Regions from separate parts of the Zea mays genome. Here region 2 is linked to region 1. A link is a contact called in public Hi-C data. All regions are on one chromosome and are shown on one strand. The core of a region is the stretch at or near the end of the contact, and the rest is flanking DNA. Distances in the headings are between cores, read along the strand shown.

Region 1 (6,547 bases), core at 1,372-3,871:
TTTATTGTTTCAAAATAATATTTTACCCTGCTACCCTTCCATCATAATCCAACTTATATAATTTAGGAGTGAAACAAACACACCCTTAGTAACTTGCCAATATGCTGACATGGACCTGAAAATGTCATGACGGCTGTCAAGTTTTTCTGTAATCATCTAGAATGCCACATTCTCTTTTATTTTCACTTGATATGCAGCATGCTTATAATTAAATGCATACAAGAGGAAGATGATTGTGTATCAATAATAGTTGAGCCTAGTGTAAAGATGTAATATGTAATCATGCTCCGAAACTGCTACATAATCAGTTACCTGGAAAGCATGCTGCGCGGCTGTAGCTAAACATTCCTCCACTGCAAGAAATGGGAAGAGACTCCCTGATTAGTTTCTTGTTACCCGACGATGAAAATAGAACCAGAGATGTTCACCTGCAAATCAAAATAAAGCAAAATAATTAACAAATGAAAATAAGTTAGCAATATAGTTATATAAAGAAGAACAAAACATTTCCCAAGAACGATTTGAACCTGGATGGTCCTGCATACACAACAAATGTTAGGGGGGAAACAAGACAAAAAAGAACATGAGGAAAACATTAAGCGTTAGAAACATAACCTGTAAAAAAGAGTTAAGAAACAGATAGAGTTGAGCTATATGAGAACAGACCGTAAATGATTCAAGCTTGATTAGGAACTTGACAAGCAAAACACTAGTAACAACTGTACAAAAACTTCAGTCAGCAAAGGCAGTCAGTTCCCTGTGCCTGGATTACAGTGCCAAAGAATCTTTCACATATTTACATTGATGGACAAATGTACACCTCAATTATAATAAATTGCATTAAAGAATCAAAATTAGAAGGAAACTTAGTTGAACACAAAGTAAAAAAACACACAAAATAACTAACTCGGAAGTGTGAAAAAAGATAAGCAGCGAATGATTTTCTGAACGTGCTACTAAATCCGAATAGGTGCTCAATCAAAGTTCACGAGTTACAACAAGGTCCCATGAAACAGAATAGAAACTACATAGACATTTATTCGGTGCATCTAAGGAGTCTTATATCCCTTCATAAAAGTCTACAAAGAAGGAATCTCTTATAGTTCCATCCTGTAACCAAAGGGAAAAAGGGTAGACAACGGAATTAGGTGGTTGGCTGAAGAAAAGGAAGTCTCGTTAGCTCTAGCTCAGGTCCATGCCATCTCCAACCTGGCTCGGGATTGGAGACACAGCTGAGTAGGACCTCTCGAAGGGGGAAGGATGCAGCTGTGCACCACGCCTGCGCTTAAAGGAGCAGCCTTCATTGCTGTCCACTTCGTGCTTCCTGCGGATACCCCTCACTGCTTGCTGCTCCAATGGAGAGAGCGGAAAAAACTGCCCACTCACTCGGCAGAGCGAGTTATGGTTGTCATAGAGGATTCTCTGGTTACAGTTTTTGTCACAGATGTGAGTGGTTCCAGTCAGTTTGCAACGGTACATGTTCCCAAAAATGTTCTCGTTCTGGCACCTCTTGTCACACTTGTGACTAGGGTTTGATCCTTCTGTGTTAAGGATTGCGGACAAGAAAATCACATTGCTGGGCTCAGCAATCACAGATTTGCCAAATACCTCCATTGCACTGCCGCAAGGAAACGCTTCACAGGCCCCTTTCAGTTTGAGGTCAGAACTTTCTGCAACTCAAAACAAAAATTTGCTTCAGAGTCCTGTCTGTGAACTATTATGCTACTGCTGAGCAGACTCATCTAAGTAATATGCGTAAGAAAGGTAGACCACTGTGCATTGACAACTGCATTGTGATAAGAACAGATTAACCGACAGTGTGTAATCTAGCATAATACAAAACAAATTATAGCACAATGATTTCGCGCCAATTTTTACCCAACTGCCAACGTCATAAATCTGAAAAAGTTCACTCACGCCTAACACTATAATAATGACATAATCCACTGGATTTCATGCAGTTTGCCCAAATCTATAAAAAATTCATGGTACCAAACCTAAATCTAAGTTGCAGATAGAACAGCTGGCATTGAACCTTGAACGATTTTAAAATTAGCCAAGTAGATATATATAGAATCTCGCAGATACAAACAAAAACTGGAGGACCTTCCCAAGTCAGCACGCATCCCTTTCAACCGGGTAGGTGAACCAGAAACCACCCTCACCATAATTAAACAAACGTGGACCCAGAAACCTAACTGCCCCACTCCTCTCCTCCTTTCACCAGTGCAATTTTACTAGATCTGAACGGTAAAACCCCTCTAACCGACAATCACCCCTATCATCCGCAATAAAATCAAATTAATTCTTCATATAGCGGCATTTCAACGTCCAAATCCACGATAAAACATGACCGAACGATAAGATTAACAACATCTAGCTAAACCAAATTCAAGACGGAGCATCTTCGTTGCTCGGACCCAAAATATTCGCGACTAAAAGGCCTATGTCGATTAAAAGCGATGGAACTTACCAGCGAGGTCGAAGGTGCAAGCCGAGGCAGAATAGATGTGGGATGGAACAGCAGGAGACGACGCGGAGGGCTTCGTCCTCCCCCTCTCTCGCTCTGTTCTCTTTCTCTCTCTACGCCCGTTAAACACGGACCACGAAGCCAACAACAACGGCAGGGGAGGAGGAAGGGGTCTCATTTATAGGATGCGCGGCCTTCGCGAAATGACCGAGATGCCCACACATGGGTCGAGCAGCTTGAGATGTCGACACGAAGCTCAGTGGCAAGTGGCAACACGCGCAGTGCCCCCCTGGCTCCGTGCACCAGCGGCGGCTCCGATTGGCTTGGCTCACGGCTCGATCAGTGGGTCCTGTCTCCGATTGATGGTTTATCCATTCTATATTTCTATACTTGACTTCTCGTACGGCAATTTAAATAAAAAAATAGAAAACATATACTGCACAGAAAAAAGGAGATTTTTTAAAGAAATAGCAATAAATATATGATGAGAAAAAATCTATATTAGGAAATAGAAAATTATATCGAAAAGTGAGAATAACATATATGTTTTGATAAAATTCGAACATATAACTTGAACAATTTTAAGACAGGGGAGTTAACTAATTTTGGAACATAGGGAATATTTCGTCAGTCATAAAATAATTGCACGTCACGCTTTAAATTATTTTAATTTTAACTAAAAACATGTAAAATAATATTAATATTATAAAAGTATATTTTAGATTTAATCTGATGATATTTATTATATGTTATATATATTATATACATTGGATTAGATGTTAAAAAGATTGACTTCTTGTAAAATAAGATGTATATTTATTTTAGGACGGATGTAGATAATATATAGACATCGGCTTGTGTTGTGTCATTGTTCTCCGGGAGTTTTGGTGAAGCTAAACTACTACTACGATTAGTTTGCTCCGTTATTTCGTGGCAACCACATGACAAATAGACACGTTTTTTATCAGCAAATACACACGTTGATGCCACCATAGCAAGATCCAGGAGGAACCCCACTAGTCAGAATCAGTAGAGCACTTTAACCCACAAGGCCACAATGGTTGTAGCACGGTTACTACATTACCCGTACTTTATAACTTACCTTTACTGATATATATAACTCGCGGTAACGTTACGATTCATTAGAGGGGAAGGGTCGACGACAACGCGAGAGGAGATATTGACGACGTCTAAAAGTCGCATAGAGGGGGTTGGATAAACGGAAACTGAAATTTACAAACTTTAAGCACAACTACAAGACAGGGTTAGCGTTAGAAATAAAACCGAGTCCGAAAGAGAGGGCGAAAACAAATCAACCAAGAAAAAAAACGAGTGACACAGTGATTTGTTTTACCGAGGTTCGGTTGTTGCAAACTGAAAGGGAAATAGGGTTACACCTTTTCCTAAATAATTTTGGTGGTTGAATTGCCCAACACAAATAATTGGACTAACTAGTTTGCTCTAGATTATAAGTTCTACAGGTGCCAAAGGTTCAACACAAACCAATAAAAAGTCTAAGAAAGGGTTCAAATAAAAAGGAGCAAAACCAACCGAAGGCTGCCCTGGTCTGGCGCACCGGACTGTCCAGTGCACCACAGGACAGTGTCCGGTGCACCAGGGTGAATCAACTCCAACTGCTCAGCTTCGGGTTTCTAGAAATGCCACTCCGCTATAATTCACCGGACTGTCCGGTGTGGCACCGGACTGTCCGGTGTGCCATGTGGAGCAACGGCTAACAGCGCCAACGGTCGTCTGCAAAAGTGAATAGTGCATGAACAGTGCGCGGACAGCGCGCGCTGAGTCAGAGCAGGCGCAGAAGGCGCACCGGACAGTGAACAGGGACTGTCCGGTGCACCACCGGACTATCCGGTGGCCCCACATGTCAGAGCTCCAACGGTCGAACTCTAACGGTTGGGTGACGTGGCTGGCGCACCGGACAGTGTCCGGTGGCGCACCGGACTGTCCGGTGCGCCCGTCGACAGACAGCCTCCCCAACGGCCAGTTTGGTGGTTGGGGCTATAAATACCCCCCAACCACCACACTTCAAGGTATCCAAGTTTTTCAGCCAACACATTCAATACAAGAGCTAGTGCATTCAATACAAGACACAATTAGATTGAATCAAAGCCTCTCCAAGTCCCAATTCCACTCAAAGCAATTAGTGACTAGAAGAGAGAGTTTTGCCCGTGTTCTTTGGGCTCTTGCGCTTGGATCGCTTTTCTTCTTCCCCATTTCTTGTTCCCAAGACATTTGTAATCAAAGCAAGAGACACCAATTGTGTGGTGATCCTTGTGGGGACTAAGTGTCCTAATTGATTGAGGAGAAAAGCTCACTCAGTCTAAGTGACCGTTTGAGAGAGGGAAAGGGTTGAAAGAGACCCGGTCTTTGTGACCACCTCAACGGGGAGTAGGTTTGCAAGAACCGAACCTCGGTAAAACAAATCATCGTGTCACTCTTGCTATTTGCTTGTGATTTATTTTTCGCCCTCTCTTTCGAACTCGATTATATTTCTAACGCTAACCCCCGCTTGTAGTTGTGCTTAAACTTTATAAATTTCAGATTTGCCTATTCACCCCCCCTCTAGGCGACTTTCAATTGGTATCAGAACCCGGTACTTCATTAGAGCCTAACCACTCGAAGTGATGTCGGGAGATCACGCCAAGAAGGAGATGGTGACCGGCGAGAAGCCCACCACAAGCCACGGGAAGGCTCCATCGAGAGAATCTGACAACAAGGTGAAGGGATCCCCTTCACACAACAAGACGCATCGGAGCGGTGAGAAGAAAAAGAAGATGAAGAAAGTGGTCTACTACGAGACCGACTCTTCGTCGCCATCCACCTCTGGCTCCGACGCGCCATCCATCACTTCTAAGCGCCATGAGTGCAAGAAGTTTAGTAAGATCCCCCTACGCTACCCTCGCATTTCTAAGCACACTCCTTTACTTTCTGTTGCATTAGGCAAACCACCGGGTTTTTTATGGTGAAGATTATAGTAGGTGGAGTGATATGATGAAATATCACCTAACCTCACTCCACACAAGCATATGGGACGTTGTTGAATTTGGAGCACATGTACCATCCTTAGGGGATGAAGATTATGATGAGGACGAAGTCGCCCAAATCCGGCACTTCAATTCCCAAGCAACTACTATAATCCTCACATCTCTAAGTCGAGAGGAGTATAATAAGGTGCAAGGGTTGAAGAGTGCCAAAGAGATTTGGGACGTACGAAAGACCGCACACGAAGGAGACGAGGTGACCAAGATCACCAAGAGGGAAACGATCGAGGGAGAGCTCGGTCGATTCATGCTCAACCAAGGAGAGGAGTCACAAGCTATGTACAACCGGCTCAAGATCCTGGTCAACCAAGTGCGCAACCTCGGGGGCACAAAATGGGACGACCATGAAATGATCAAGGTTATTCTTAGATCAGTCGTTTTTCTTAATCCTACTCAAGTATAATTAATTCGTGGTGATCCTAGATATAAGCTAATGTCTCCCGAGGAAGTTATAGGAAAGTTTGTGAGCTTTGAGTTAATGATCAAAGGCTCCAAACAAATCATCGAGCGAGGCGCCACCTCCACACCTGAGGTGCAACCCGTCTCCTTCAAAGCGACGGAGGAGAAGAAAGAAGAGTCTACGTCAAGTAGGCTTCCCATCGACGCCTCCAAGCTCGATAACGAGGAGATGGCGCTCATCATCAAGAGCTTTCGCCAAATCCTCAAGCAAAGGAGGGGGAAAGATTACAAGCCCTGCTCCAAGAAAGTTTGCTACAAGTGTGGTAAGCCCGGTCATTTCATTGCTAAATGTCAATTATCAAGTGATAGTGACAGGGGCGATGACAAGAAGGGAAGAAGGAAGGAGAAGAAGAAGTATTACAAGAATAAGGGCGGCGATGCCCATGTATGCCGGGAGTGGGACTCCGATGGGAGCTCCACCGACTCCTCCTCCGACGAGGACGCCGCAAACATCGCCGTCAACAAGGGTCTCCTCTTTCCCAACATCGGCCACAAGTGCCTCATGGCAAAGGACGGCAAAAAGAAGGTAAAATCTAGAGCCTCCACTAAATATGCAACA
Region 2 (6,547 bases), core at 2,015-4,514, 260 kb after region 1:
AGCATAGTCCCAACAGCGGTGAACCAAAGCAAAAAGTAAGAACACAAGGACATAGAGATTTATACTGGTTCGGGCTCTCGTCGGAGATAACACCTTACATCCAGTTGTTGATGGCTATTATTCTGTTGATCACCCCCCTCCGATTACCTGATACCTCCTTTATAACTTAAGGAATGAATCAGTTACATGAAAATCGGATCAAGATCTTTATCCCCTATCTACTACCCCTTATATGTCGGTGCATATGTTACAAAAGAGACATGAGGATAAGACGATCTTCTTATTCGCCGGACCCTATTTTGACACGAGGTCCTAAGAGCTCTGCCTGAATCCGAGTTGATGACTATGATTGTAGAAGTACATGCTCCATTGCATAGATGTCAAAAATGTACCGGTGGTGCTCAAATCTCTCTCGTTAACATCTGGACTTTAAAGAAACGGCTTTCTTCTGGCAACGTTTTCTCATTAAGTACGTGTGTGTACAACAAACTTGGATTAAAAAAAACTTCCTCCATTAAGGTTCGCAAGTTACAAAGACAAAAAAAAAATCCTGTGAGGGCTTTCCTACAAGTACCCTCTTGATCCTCCGAAGCAAATTAGAAAAGATTTCCGTGACAACACCATGCATGCCTCACGTACGCAGATTATGCTTCCCGTCCTCTCATTGTGCGCCGCCGTGGCTCTCCTGCTCTCGCCGGCGTCAGCCGATCCGGGATCGCTCGGCGCAGCCGTCGGCGGCGGCGACAGTTGGCCTGTGGAATCACCGGTGGAGGCGCCGACGGGCGTGGCGGCCACACTGAAATGGACAGAAGACATCGCTGACAACAGCATGGGGGCGCCACTGCCACTGCCACCGCCACCGGGGACGCGGTCGTGGAGGCCTCGCCCCCACGCTTCCGCGCTCAGCCCTGACGCGAGGCGCGGCCTCGACCACGAGGCTCGCTGCGGCCCGCGCGTGTCAGTGCGCCGGGGCGCCTTCCCGTGGCCCGGGGGCTGCCGTGGCGGTGACGCCGTCGTCGCGCCGGCCGTGCACCGGCTGCAGCCGCTGTTCGACGAGCCGTAGCAGATAGCAGACATGCACGCTTCAGATACCGGCATGCTACATACGCCCTCACACGTTTGAAATCAAGAAGACAAGAAGGAAGGTGTGATGAACGTTGAACGGTTTAAATTTTTCGCGAATTAGCGACGGTGGTGTTTGTGTACGTGCTAAAATGTCTGTCCGGCAAGAATATATATATACGTCCTGGCACTAGTACCCACGCGTCTTTGGGTTTAGTGGCGTAATCTAGAACAGCAACACGGTTTAAATTGAGTTTCTCGTCGATATCTCAACGTGTCTTATTCCATTTGGTGATCACTTGACTGATGTGATGACTAAGCCTCTGCTATTGGCGTCACTCAGTAGGATTCGGAACAATCTGAACTTAGTATGTCTTAGTGAATGGGATTCAACGTGTCTTATTGGCAGCCAGCTCGTCTACGCCACGTTTCGTGGGAAGCAGCATGGAGGATTGGGGGGGGTGAAACACATGCAGACCCAGAATATTTGTCTCCTGCTCAAACTGGTTCACAAGATGATGCGTCCTGCTCGATCTTCATGGGTCACATGGGGTCCAATCAGATGGTGGTGTCAAACCGACCGGAGATCACTGGAATCAACTCCAAAAGCTACTTCCTCTGTACTCTGCCATAACCACTGTGAAGCTAGGGAATAATGGGAAGACTACCAGGTTCTGGTCCGATGTCTGGCTTGATTTTGGACCTATCACAGATCACCTATAGCTACCTGCCCTCACAAGCCATGCAAAACACCGGGCCGTCTCTATCCATCAGGTTCTCTCCGAGGGGATTACTAGGCACCTTGCCCCGCGCCTGAGCTCGGCTGCAAGGCAGGATCTGGAGCTCCTTCAAGCTGCTCTCCGTAATAGCAATCCCACATTCCCACGGACCTTCCGGACCAACGCCTGAGCCCTCTCATTGATGAAATTGCCTCTTGGTGTGATTCCTTTTCTATTTTCATGTAGCCATCTGTGCGATGTGTCTCTGGCAGCTAAGCTTATGTCCCTCCCCCTTGTAAAACTGGAACATGTGCCCTTATAATAATCAAGTTCTAATCAGGCCGGGGGACCTTTCGTCCCCCGTTGGCTTTGTCAAAAAAAAAAGGTGTAGGTCCATGGAGTTCACCACATGCATAAATACGTGTGTATCACACCGTGCATGAATACTAGTGAAAGGAAATATCTTCTAGCTTCTCCCGTCTCCATGTCCACTAGGTGGAAATATCTTCTAGCTTCTCCCGTCTCCATGTCCACTAAGTTGCCTTTAGTGAATAGTATAAAATAGAGGACGCTACATTGTAAATGACATTGTTTATCAAGTGAAGTTTAAAATTAAGAGATAAGATAGAAGAACCGCCGGAGACTAGATACCGATTTCGCCCGTCAAACAATTAGGGATGGTAATAGATTACAATCTAAATGTTTCTTCATAATTTATTAGGGTCTTTAATTAATTTTAGCTAAAAATTAATATAAATAGAGTCGAATCCTAATATGATTCAATCATTAAATTTTATAGCGTATAATTTAGAGTTTACGCTACCCTACAGACGATACAGCCCAATCAAGATTCGCGCTGCAGAGAGAGAAGAGGGAAACCAGTGGCTGAGAAAGCCCGCGCAGCACTGCGGCCACATGGGCTTGCGGGCCAGCCTTTCCCGGACCGATGGCGATCTGAAACAGAAACGCCCAGCGCTATTGATTCGGTCCCCCGTGCCCTGAGGCTGAAGCTGAAAGCAACGTCACGTCATCGCACCTGACGATGTCCCCACCAACCTTGGCACGTCCCAGTGCGGCACCGTCAATGTATTCTCGTAGCGGACTAGCTAGCCGCCCCAGCCGTGTTCCCGGGCCGGGATGGGCAGCAGAACCCCGCACGTCGCCGTCGCCGTCGCCGTCGCCGTACGTCTCGCGATCGCTTGAAGACGGCTAGCTAGACGCCACGCAAGATCTCCGCCAAACTCACGTTGCATTGGCTCGACCTGTTCGTACGTATGCGCATGCAGCGGCGTCGATCGGCAAATCAAAGGCAAGCAGCCGAGCACCCTCGATCTCTTATGGTCCTCCTGGGCACGCTCTCCTGGCCAGACAGACACGACGTGCCGGTTAGGCCAGTCATACGCGTACAGGCCGCGCGCGCCCTTATCCTCCATTAATTCGTCCTGCCCCCTATATAACTCGATGCTAGACAGAAGATCGAGGCAGCACTAGCAGTAATAAGAAACACGTCGAAGTCGTCGTAGTTTTACGTGCTCCCGTCCGTCCCGTGCGCCATGTCACGCAGCAACGCCTTGATGTGGTTGTTGCTTCTCGCGCTCTCGTGCTGGTCGTGGTGCGGCGCCGTCACGGCGCGGCCGACCCCGAGCGCCAGCACCAGCACCAGCACAGCCGGCGGCGGCTTCATCAGGTCGTGGTGCGCGGGGACGGACTACCCGGCCCTGTGCAACGCGACGCTGGCCCCGTACGCGGCGGAGGTCGGGGCCAGCCCGGCGCGCCTGTCGCTGGCGGCGCTGACGGTCACGCTGGACGGCGCGCGGAGGGCGACGGCCGCGATGAAGGCAATGGCGGCGGGCGGCGCGAGCAGCCACCACCTCGTGCCCGTGGCGGCCGAGGCGGCGGCAGACTGCGTGGGCATGCTCGAGGACGCCGTGGACCTGCTGCGGCAGTCGGTGGAGGCAATGGAGCGCCTCGGCAAGGAGCCGGCCAGCGCCAGTGCCAGCGCCAGCGGGCAGGCCGGGCGGAGCGTCAGGTTCCAGGTGAACAGCGTGCAGACGTGGGCGAGCGCCGCGCTGACGAACGACGGCATGTGCATGGAGGGGTTCAAGGGCCAGCCCGCCGTCGTGAGGGAGGCCGTGCGGAGGAACGTCGCCGGCGCCATGCACCTCACGGCCATCGCGCTCGCCATCATCAACGCCATGGCCAAGCAAATGTAGTAGGGTTTACGGCATGGTGTTACGCACGTACGTGTATAGCAGTGTGTGTTGTGGATGCCTTGTGCTTGTGCATATATGTTACGTCTCTCTGTGTGCTGTTCTTGTGTGATGAAATGATCACATCTGATCCTGATTTGTTTAGAGCTGTAACGGAATAATCATGGATGTCTGCTCACCAGTGTCAGGATACTGCAATGGAAGAATCATGATTCGTTGTCATGAATGCGCTGGACTAATTGGCAACTAGTGGTACTCGATCAGATCCGTTTCTACCACCAGTCAGTCAGATCAACAGGAATACATTCTGCTCTGCTGTCAGTAAATTGGTGATGAAAGATGTCCATTTTACTGGCTCGAGACCTACAACTACTACACAATGACATCGAGTAGACTTCACACACACCGATGATTATCCAACGGCAAAGCGCTCGTCAGTACCAGCAGTGTCCGGAGATCCAGATTTTAGAAATAGGATCCAAAAGGCATGAACACAGGAAACGCTGAGTAGCTACAGATCATATTCAGAGTCTTATTTCCAAAACAGACATGGCAATCAAAGATACCGACAGAATTATTGGCATTCTTTTGTGGTTATCTTGGGCTTTCAGCAAGATGCAATCGCGCCGAAGAGGTCCCCCGAGTTGAATTCAGGACATGAAAGAAATAGCCTGAGTAGCAACTTCCAGCGCAGCAGAAACATGGACACAAACATGAAGACGGAATTAAAAACACATATGCTCCGTTAGCCTTTAGCTTGCAAAGCTCGCCAACGACTACGAATTTTCCAGATCCAGAAAAGGGAAGAAGTAAAACAAAAACAAAAGAGGAAACAAGTAAACCACGATTTCCTGACAGTTGTACACCAGTAGCATCTTCGGTACAAGACTATCGCACTTGGCCAATATTTTTAACTCGAAGTTTGTATCCCTTACTACTTGAAACAAAGCTAAAATGTCATAGCATTCATGAAGCTCTCTTGGGAGGAGACATATTCTGCAGGAGTCTGGTAGTTGTAGCTATAACCACCATTTGCAGCAGGATACCTAACATGGTGAAGGAAGGCAGACCACAAAAGTTAGCAGCAAATACTTAGACTGTAACTTCAAATAGATATATAGCTAGGGGTAGCAATGGATCACGATCCAAATATTTCTTCACAATTTGTTTGAGCCCTTATATAATCTTAGTTAAAAAAATAAATAGAAATAAAGCCCAATCTTAATCAGATCTGATCCTTAGGTTTTATAGTATAAAATTTAGAGCTCATTATCTCCCATAGATATAGATATAACTTACCAAGAGCAACACGAACCGCATCAAGCATTTCGTAGCTTGTGATGGCCTCTGTGTTTTGCTTCATAACCTAGGCAACAACCAAATGCAAATAGCTGATGATATTCATACTCCAAAAAAGCTTGCTGTGATTATTACTTCATAGAGCAAAAAACCAATTCATAGAGGAAAGGAAGCAAAAGAAAACGAAATTGTAGCCTCAAATTGACCAAGACCTAAGATTAATTCAAGTTTATCTAACACTAGATACTGTCACAAACATGTTGGGTTCTTCCAGGATGAAATCTGCCTGAGTTATTGCTGGTGGAATTATCTGTACTAACTATTAAGGGGGCAGTGTAGACTGCCCCCGCTCCCTATCCGCACGCGCCAAATCCCGCCCCGCAACGGCCTCCCGCACTGCACGCCCCGCCGTCCGCCGCACGCCCGCGCGCCGCAGCCGCCGTGAAACCCCCGCTCCCGCACGCCCGCGCCGCGAAACCCCCGCTCCCGCAACGCCCGCGCCAGCGAAACCCCCGCTCGCGCAACGGCCTCACGCACCGCACGCCCCGCCGTTCTTAGATCGATTGCTCGCCAGGCTGTTGGCGAGGAGTCGTCAACCCTCACGGCAGCCATGTCTGTGGAGCTCATCCTGTGGCTTTTCTCCTTCGTCTCGATCATGGTCCTCATCGGCCTCACCGCATACCAGGCAAGCCTAACAACCCTGTTGCATCTATTAATTGTTCACCCTGTGACGGCGAGTGTGGTCCAAATCTTTTTTTTAATTAGAGTGTGGTCCAAATCTTGCGCGCAATCGGCGAAGCTCTGCCCGCTTTCGGCCTAAGACTGCCGTGATTTTGTGGGGATTTGATGCGGAGTTTAGTCAATGGTTTTCTTCTCGTCATTCATTCGGCGGAGGATGGTGACGAGACAAAAGACTGAAGATTTAAATCTGGTGTACAACCAACAGGATTAATTTCACCTAATCTGCTGAATATATGTATTAATTTCATCTGTAGTAAATCTGAGGCTAGAACGGTTATCACTATCAGGAACACCTTCATTTCTGTTTCCCTCAGGGGTAACTTGTTGCACCACCTTGACTGATGCATGTTTCTTTGTCTTTGAACTGGGAGGTACTGGGTCATTCTTGGAACCTAAGTCCAACAAGTGTTCACTACCATCTTCAATTGCGACAATTATAGATCCTATTAGCACACGAGAGTTTTTGCTAGGACCCATGCCACGTTCATCTACATCTAACTCATGTTTTTGGCACTG

What was found. A called contact is a pair of places that touch in the nucleus more often than the background predicts.
Region 2: a Hi-C map of leaf shows a contact between it and region 1, with 8 times the contacts expected there. The contact joins the promoter of LOC100286061 here to the promoter of LOC100275668 in region 1. A contact is called at or near these places in 6 of 25 Hi-C or Micro-C datasets (bundle sheath, ear, endosperm and 2 more).

Annotation. Positions count from the first base shown.
Region 1 is chr1:230,050,872-230,057,418 of Zm-B73-REFERENCE-NAM-5.0, forward strand. It overlaps LOC100275668, which reads right to left and starts at 2,622. Exons shown (of 4, transcript NR_153787.1): 1 at 2,474-2,622; 2 at 1,609-1,670; 3 at 313-428.
Region 2 is chr1:230,310,279-230,316,825 of Zm-B73-REFERENCE-NAM-5.0, forward strand. It overlaps LOC100286061, which reads left to right and starts at 3,265. Exons shown (of 1, transcript NM_001368188.1): 1 at 3,265-4,213. The coding sequence starts at 3,335. The coding sequence ends at 3,994. It overlaps LOC100276271, which reads right to left. Exons shown (of 6, transcript NM_001150101.1): 5 at 5,291-5,357; 6 at 4,822-5,037. The coding sequence ends at 4,958. It also overlaps the pseudogene LOC103643383.